Regions from separate parts of the Danio rerio genome. Here region 1 is linked to region 2. The links are chromatin contacts, called in public Micro-C maps. All regions are on one chromosome and are shown on one strand. The core of a region is the stretch at or near the end of the contact, and the rest is flanking DNA. Distances in the headings are between cores, read along the strand shown.

The links. Hi-C and Micro-C count contacts between places; a contact is called where the count stands out from the background.
Region 1: a contact with region 2 is called in a Micro-C map of caudal fin, with 3 times the contacts expected there. The contact joins the promoter of rimoc1 here to the promoter of selenop in region 2. A contact is called at or near these places in 3 of 18 Hi-C or Micro-C datasets (caudal fin, embryo and an unstated tissue) and 2 of 4 datasets of contacts at active chromatin or transcription factors (embryo and gastrula embryo).

What each region holds. Positions count from the first base shown.
Region 1 is chr8:33,806,475-33,811,045 of GRCz12tu, reverse strand. It overlaps rimoc1 (rab7a interacting mon1-ccz1 complex subunit 1), which reads left to right and starts at 2,309. Exons shown (of 6, transcript NM_001128229.1): 1 at 2,309-2,625. The coding sequence starts at 2,535. It overlaps oxct1a (3-oxoacid CoA transferase 1a), which reads right to left and starts at 1,307. Exons shown (of 17, transcript NM_001007291.1): 1 at 1,202-1,307. The coding sequence starts at 1,300.
Region 2 is chr8:33,503,970-33,508,623 of GRCz12tu, reverse strand. It overlaps selenop (selenoprotein P), which reads right to left and starts at 2,904. Exons shown (of 5, transcript NM_178297.4): 1 at 2,842-2,904; 2 at 1,173-1,400; 3 at 836-1,045; 4 at 639-756. The coding sequence starts at 1,375. It overlaps LOC103911520 (a long non-coding RNA gene), which reads right to left and starts at 70. Exons shown (of 2, transcript XR_662397.5): 1 at 1-70.

The sequences.
Region 1 (4,571 bases), core at 1,060-3,559, 300 kb before region 2:
TATTTGCTTACACAACAGTGTGTGTTTGACCTCACAAATGCTCCCGCAAAGGACAAGGAGAGGAAACAGCTGATCGCTTATCACTTCGCCTCAATAAATAATTCATTTGCTTCTGTTTTGGATGTGGAACAGCATTGAGTAGTTACACCAAATAAAACAAACTGAGTCATGATGATCAAATAACCTATAAAAAAGACTCAAGATGCAAACCACCATCGCCCTCAACAGTGTTATTCCTGGAAACAGAAGGTTGTTGCTCTATATGCATACAGAACAACTCAGTGAACCTCATAATCACATGACAATCGCCTGAGACTGTCATAACTACTGTATATGACTCCAAACAGTCCTATCTTAGTGGTCACTGTCTGGAAAACTGCAGTCCTGGTTCTAGGAACTATTGCTATTATAACAGGTTAGTCTAAATATAAAAGTATAATATAATATAATAAGCCAAATAGTGGGAGGAACAAAAGAGAACGTGAGAATAGAGTTGGGGTACTATCCAATGAAAGGTTTGACAGAGAGTGCTGTCATCCCTCTTAAAACTAAAGGATCGTTACTGGAATTGATGGTTCCATGAAGAATTTTTACAACCTCCGGTATCTTTCTAACACAAATGGTTCTTTATAGTGAAATAGTGTTGATTTTAATAAAAATATTTTTACAGAATGAATTACTGCTATTGCTATATTCATAAAAATACAAATTACAAAAATATACATTATATGAATTTAACAAATAAAATAGGTAATAATATTAAATAAAAAATATTACTAACAGTATATGAAACACACCAAAATTGCTTAGTGACCACGTGTTCCCAGGTCAACAATGAAACATACAAACAGAAAACAAACCTGAATGAATGGTTGTGACTGTGAAAATCAAGGTCATGTTTATGCTAATTGTCTTTTAATGCTTTGTTGAAGAACACAAAATTACTTTTTACTAATCTCCGAGTTCATATGTAATTCACAGAATACTAAAAAAGCTGCAGTATTCCTCATTCATTCATTCATTCATTCGCATGCACCTTTCCAGCATCATCCATACATTCACAGCTTCCTTGTATTATCTAAACGTCCATCTTTCATCTGCAATGGAAAGCAAGGTTGACAAACGACCAAAATAGAAGCACCGACACGTTGGACATCATGCTAAATTTCGGATACACCGAGTTTTGTTTGTAAACACTGACCTTGCCGACGGAGAATCGCGGGATGTTCGTCTTGATCGTCGCTGTCACCTTCCTGATGAGCATATTCTCCGCTCTAGATAGCGCTTTAAGAGTCGCCATTTCTGCAAATTACAGGCCTAATTTTGTGTATAGTGAATGATGGTGACAGTATGCCCTCGTTGATCTCAAATAGGCGGGGATGAGGTAACTGAGGGAGTGTCGGGGGCTCGATTTGCTTATTTGCATTTAACCCTCACGCTACCATTTTGCAGTTTCCGATTCATTCTTATGAGTCGGTTCTTTTTTCAATGCATCGGTTGCTCAGCGTTAACGAATCGTGATGGATCTTTCGGGGTAGATCAAGATTCAATAAGGCAGAGTTTTAAAATATATCCTCACAGTGATGCTAGTGGAATATAAGAGTTTTATCAATATGCACGTTTTTATTTTTTTATTTTAAAGTAATTAATTTATTTCTTTATTAATTAATTTAAAATTAAAATAGGTTATTTTCTATTTTCAACCAAGGTGGCTCATGATTCGACTGCAGTTAAACAGGGAGACGTGACATAATAACAGTTTTTGTATTATTAATAATAATAACATTATTCATTCATTAATTTTCTTGTCGGCTTAGTCCTTTTATTAATCTGGGGTCGTCACAGCGGAATGAACCGCCAACTTATCCACCACTTTTTTAGAAAAAAGATGATGCCCAGATGCCCTTCCAGCCGCAACCCATCTCTGGGAAATAATAACATTATTATTATTATTATTATTATTATTATTATTATTATTATTATACATTAATAATTTACTAATGATTTAATAACTTATAACGAATTAATAATATATTCAAAAACAATGTTTTTAGGTTTCACTGGATTTAAGGGAGATTTTTTTAAAAAAACCTGATAACATTGCTTCAAAATTTCAATATTAAAAAAACATTTATTTAGATACAAATTAACCAGAAAATAAATTAATTTAAACAAATAAATGCTATGGAGAAGAAAACAGACATCACGTGATAGAACAACTACGTCATAGCCTAAAATATCTGAAGAATCTTACATTGAACTGGTTCTTCAAAATGAACTGTTCAAAAGAACCGACTCGCGGAAATGAGTCTCGTACATCCATCATCACTACTGCCAAGCTTCATTTCAATCCACTGTTATCAAACGCAGTGTATAATAAGGATCAATCGCATAAGGGATGAACAAAGTAAGCTTTTGTTTTGATGTAACCGCCAGGCCTCTAAGTTTATGAATGAAACGACAGAACAAAACACCCCAGTAATCCTCCGCACGTGAGTAATCGCGCGCTCGTCACGTGACTGTCGTTTGCAGTCATGGCCGACGACTACAGACGAAGCGTCGAGCTGGAGAGGAGGATTTTCGAGTTAGACAACAAGTGTGCCACTCTTCGGACGGAGAAACCAGGTAAACGGGAATCGTGTCGTCAATTGCGCAAAACCAGGCTGTCGTTATTGTAGAAAACGCATGTTCGTTGGCCGAACAGACCGGTGTTGTCATCGTTAGCTAGTTAGCTTAGCCTATCTGCGTTAGCATTCCTGCGATCCACAACAAACATTTCCCTGTCCTTCTGATACCTGTGTGTTTGAGAAAATGTTCGAATAACTAGCAGAGTAGAACACCGTAGTACTAATATCAAACCATGTGCTATTTTAAAAGCAAAATCTTCTTTATTGTGTGCTGTAATGTTTAATTTTTGCTGGTTAGTTAGATACACTTTGCATAAACTGAGTAAAGTCGTATGAGGTCGTGCAGTGACATAACGCAATGTAAACATTGCAATCGTGCAATGTTATTCTGCAGTGGGATGTTAAAATGTAACCATGAGTAGCATATATTTTATAGGTCCCACATTAATAATTTCTGTAGACACATTTTATAAATTATATGTCTACTTCAAACAAAACAGAGGTTTATTATTCCACATTTGGTCATTTACATATAGAGAATGCAGATTGTTTCGTTATTTATTAAAAAAAACATTCAGTAATATTTAACTTACACACATGCTAATGTATTCTTAGAGCTTTTAATGTTTTAATATGATTATCATCAGGTAGAGTGGAAACATATGATTTTTATCTGTTTATTTAGAGTGCAGTGTGGTTTATGTGTAAATGTTTTTTTATTGATTTTTTCATTTTTTGCAGTGTCCTTTTTGTCTTGACTCTTAAAGCTGTAATTTTAATGTTTTGTATCAAAATCTGTTTCTCTCTTTTGTCACAGTTTTTAACCCTGATTCCACAAAATCATTTAGGATGAGACGTTTACAAGAACATATTCAAAATTTCTCCCAATCTTCAAAAAAATGGTCTTAATTTGCACTTCTTTGTTTTAGGCTCTTAAAAGGACTCTGAAGGAAAAGAATCATAACAGAAAGTAGAGCTGGGTGATTTGGCTTAAAATCAAAATCTTAATTTAACATTTCAACTCGGTTATGATTAATGAACGATTATTGCATTTATTTTTTGCCTTTTTATTTCACTGACAGATTTTTTACAGGAAATATGCTCGCATATAGGCATGGGATGATAACCCTTTTCAAGGTGTACCGCTGTTTTGAAAAGTCAAGGTTTTAAAACCATCAACAACTTTTTCAATATTGTTCATAAGTCACTGTATGTGCAATGTACTTTTTTTTAGGACAACAGTATCTCCAGAAAAGATATCCAAAGATGTCATTTTAAATGGTAAAAAAAATGTTTTTGAAACTAATTAAGACAGCAGAAGTGAATAATTAATTTGAATTATTTTCCCTGACATGTATACTGCTCCAAAATATTTTAAATGTTTCTCAAATGTTTTAGTTTTTACCCAGACATTTAAAAAGAATATATTTTAGAGCAGTAATCACAATACCATGAAGCCGGGATATTTTTATTCAAGGTTATTATACCATCACAATCTTTTACTGGCCCATGCCTACTCTCATATTACAAGTGAGAGATTTTTAAATGAAGGGTGCATTACTTGATTTTAATTAATCAACTATCTATGATTTTCGATTGAACATCAACGTTAAACAACTGAAATAAAAACACACATTGCCTGAAAACAGTCACTTTATTTCTTAAAAAAAGTGGAAAATAAATAACTTGCACTTTATTTTCAATCGATTTCGATCAATATAGGATCTAAATGTTGATTTTGGTTAATTGCTCAGCCCTAGCAGAAAGTCCTAAATTCATAAAGTTGACTTTTTAAATGGTGCATACATGTAGAAATCTTCTGCTGTTTTGAAGTTTTAGTGTAATTATCCAAACATTCTTAAATGAAGAGACTTGAGATGCAAAACAAAGCATCTATGAGAACCTGAAGAACATTGAATGAATTAAAATCTGGAAGCATATGTC
Region 2 (4,654 bases), core at 1,655-4,154:
ACTCGCAAACAGCGAGTAAATATTGACGACTCTGCCATAATACTATTTACCTCCGCTTAACATCACCCAGACCGGAAGCTGGACCGCGGCCTTAGACAAAACGCGGAAGTAATGCGTGCATATAGCCCATTGACTGGAACTCTACCTCATTTCAAACGCGCCACTTCCTTACCGCCTTCTTTTCCTTATATGGTGTTGAGCGCACTCAATTATCTGCGCATGCGCAAACCAGAAGACGTTCTCGTGTGCATAATTCACAAATAATTTTATTATACCTTTATACGGTCTTGACACCTACTTAATAGCGAGTACCATTCAAGTGAGTAAATGAAAGTAATTGCATTATTATTTCATATAGTTTCTACAAAACAGCTTAATTTTTTTAGTTTTTGTCAAAACACTGCAATATCCCTTTTTGTAAAGTTAAAATGTTTTGATTTTCATTTTTATGCACCACAGTAATTAAAAACATATAATATATATATATATATATATATATATATATATATATATATATATATATATATATATATATATATATATATATATATATATATATATATATATATAAACCGCTAACGTGGAGCATCACAAAACCAAACTTTAGCTTTTTTCTAATCACTTTAGGTGATGGTTACCTCCAGGCTGCACTCTCCGCAAATGCGATCACAGTATGTATGTTTTATAGCCTCCTCCACATGTGGGTGGATCAGGATGGTGTAGGGAAGTGACAGATGGTAAGTGAGTCGGCCACACCTGGTTGACAAAGATATTTAGTGACATATTGATAAAGTTATACATTCATGTTAAGTGAATTCATCTGGATAAGCCAAACCTGTCATAGACCAAAATGTCATCCTTCTCAGCATTCACAGCCTGCCAGGCGTCCGGCTGGCTGAGGTCTTGGGCGTAGAGGGTGATGTTCAACAGCCTTTCTTGAAGCAGATGGTGCAGCCGCTGGGACCTTTCCTCACGGTTGTTTACCACCATGTAGGCTATATTTGGATAACCCTGGTTCTCCAGCTTCAGGAGCAAGTCATTAAGCCTTGAAGAAGAACATTCATCAAGCGAGATTAGATCAATACGCCTTGTGTAAACGCTACAGAGTGTTTAAGAATGAAGGGTTTGGGACTCATTAAAGATTGAGTTTCAATATAATTGTCTGCACTGACTTTGATGCTTGCTCCAGACAGAACAATCAGCTGGCCTGGAGGTAAGCCACCACTGTCACTTGTCCAAGAGCGTTCTTCATGGGCTCCACATCCCCAACCTTCCACTCGGGAGGAAGTTTACAGCGGGCTCCTTCTGTTTCGCTCTCTGCACTGCAGCCCACCAGCAGGCAGAGAGCCAAGGTAAGGCTGAGTGCCTTCCACATGACTCCAAACAACAGACCCACTAACCTAAACACAAAAGATCAACTGTTTAGACATCAAAAAACAACATAATTTTTTTTCCAGAGCAGACACCTGAAGTGTAATATTTTTATTGATAATAATATCATGTAATGTAACATAAATTTGTTAAATCTGTTAAATTAACTTAATCGATTTGTGCTGAGACAAGGTGAATTGTGTGGAACCCAGCAGATAATATTATATTTCCCAAGTGATGTTTAATGGAGTAGGAAACTTCACAATATAGGCTATCCAATAATTTTTTTTATTCTGGAAAAAGTCGTATTTAGAAATTTTAAACAAATATTAAAGTCAAAATTATTAGCCTCCTTAAGTTTTATTTTAATAAGATACGTTTAACTTTTTTTTTTTCAGAAAAAAAACTGTTGTTTAGTAACTTGCGATGCCTAATTAATGTATTGTACCGAGTAACCTACTAACATTAAGCCTTTAAATTGCACTTTAAGCTGAATACTGGTATCTTATAGTACAACTAGTTAAATAGTATATACTGTCTTTATGACAAAGATAAATTAAATTAGTTATTAGAAGTTCAACTATTATGCTTAAATATGGTTTGAAATAATTTTCTCTTTGTTAAAAAGCACTTAAAAAATATTTCAAAAAGAATAACATTTTCACACATAATATTTATTTTTTATTTTAATAACATTTGTATTTCAGATATATAATAACTTATTTTCCCAGTAATAGGTTGCAGCTGAAAGGGCATCCGCTGCGTAAAAAATATGCTGGATAAGTTGGCGGTTCATTCCACTGTGGCGACCCCAGATTAATAAAGAGACTAAGCCGAAAAGAAAATTAATAATAACTTACATAATGATAAAAAAGATATGCAGCAGTGCGCTCTAATCGTTTGTTTATCTAATCGTATCCATTCTATATTGGCCATATAAAATTCATGTACATAAATACCTGTAATTATGGTAATTAACCCAAATTTACTTATCAAAATCGTAAAAAGCCAGATTGGGTCAAGATCCATAGTCCACCCAGGTAATATAAATTTGCAACATGAGTTATCAAAGCCAGACTGGTGCACAGATAATGCATTCAAACCTACGTAATTACCAAACAATATTAAATTATATTATAGATAATGCACACCCACACAACAGCATCTGAACATAAAACTATAAAAAAAATAAAAATAAAAAAGCTGACAAGAAAAATGAAAAACTTTAGATTGGGAGCAAAAATGTACTAATAACTAAATGTTCTGCAGTTAAAACATACGACTTCATTACTGCAATGGCATTAAATAAATAGTTGTTGTAGTAATTAAGGGATCTATGATCATGCAAAAAGAGGCCATTAATAAGAGCATTATTTAAAACAATCAGCAAATATACTAGTAATATGCTATATTAATTAATGTGTTTTCCTAATGTTTTACCAATGTGTCGTAGCTGTAAAGTACACTTACTTGTTTTCCTTGAGGGTCTTCAGCAGCGAAACTTTCTGAGCTAGTTCTTGACAAAAACAACCCTCCTCTCACACGGCTCCTCCTATTTATACTCCTCTTGTTTTTCCTGACTAAAAGCGGGGCAAAGGTCCCTCTGTCCTTGTTTCGAAAACTTTAATATCTCACGTACTCGCCACAGAAGTTACACGCATCAGCAGTATATCAGTAACCTCCGTAATGTGTTTTAAATGGAAAAAGTTAAAGCTTTGAGCTGAAAAAAAAGCAGAAAGTTTAAGTGGATTAGTGGATTAGTTATGTATCCCTGCCAAAGTCTGTTTGGATTTTATTTAACCTAAATTAAATTTTCTACATTTTTAATTTATTTATCTGTGTCTTATGTATGGAAAAGTAATAATTAGCAGCAAAATAGTTTTGTTTCTACCAAAAAGTCTCCAGGCAGCAAACTGTTAAATCTCACTGCATTCCAAACTTCTGTTTCCCTAGAGAACTGAAAAGGGGGGGTTGAGTGCAACATTGAAAAGAAATGACAAGCAATTAAGTATGAAAGCACTGTGTACGTGTTTATTAAAGCATTAACTCTTAACTAATCATTGATTACTGTGCATGTATTTGCATGCTCCTCTTAACATCCTTTATTTTTTGTTTGTGCAGCAGTGCACAGCTGTTTCAGAGTCAGCACTTTTTTCCTGCTGAGATCAAACTTTGAAGCTTCCTGTCTCTGCTGAACTTTCATAAACACCATGTTTTTACATTACTGTAAGACGGAACAATGATAGATAAAACATACTGGCCTTGGACACAGTGTTAAAAACTTACATAAACATTCAAAAAACATCACATTGTCTGTAGACCCAAATTGTCCTTGTATCTGAGTTGTTTTCTGATTTATCAATTAGTTAATTTACATAATCAAGTCTCATGACCTGGAGGACGTTTTGACCTCCTAGAGATGTACTTTAGATACAGTTAACACGCATTACTGATTACTGCAAGCTAATGGTTAACTCTAAAGTATTATGAAATCACTCAATAAAATAAAATAAACCCTAAAACTTCATGTCCTTAAAAACAATATACTAGGCTCACCAGCCACTTTATTAAGTACACCTTGCTAGTACAGCTGATTTGGTGTGAATTCAAGAAGGTGCTTAAATGTTCCTCAGAGATTTGGTATATATTGACATGTCAACATCACATACAGGTTGCTGCAGATTTAACGACGGCACATCCATAGTTGGAATCTCCAGGTTCAGCACATCTTAGAGGTCTGATGAAAGACCTGGTGACTACAGAGGTCATTTGAGTTTATGAACTCTCTCATCTTCAAAACCCAGACTGAGATGATTTGATATGTGTGGCATTATTATTATCCTACTAGAATTATGCACCATCCAACCCTATTGGTCATAAAGGGATGGACATGATCAACAACAATACTCAATACTCAACAGTGCCTCAATGCTAAAATGTTTGGCGTCCTAAGTGTGTCAAGAAAATATCTTTCACATTCATTCCACCACCCCCTCTCTAAAATGTTATTAGAGGACAGAATGAAACCATGGTTTCATGTTAAATGCACCAAAATCTAACCCTACCATACGAATGTCACACTACTCTTCAGTTTCTTTCCACAAGCTGTTAAAGCCCTCAACTCCAATCACATTAACATTATCTGAAATATTCTCCACAATATTAGCTCCCAAAATCTCCACAACACCACACAAAAACCTCAAAACATATTGCCATTCCCAGTGTGCCGCATACTGGTGAGGGGGCTTGACAAACCACCTGTAGAAAACACTCTCTATCATCT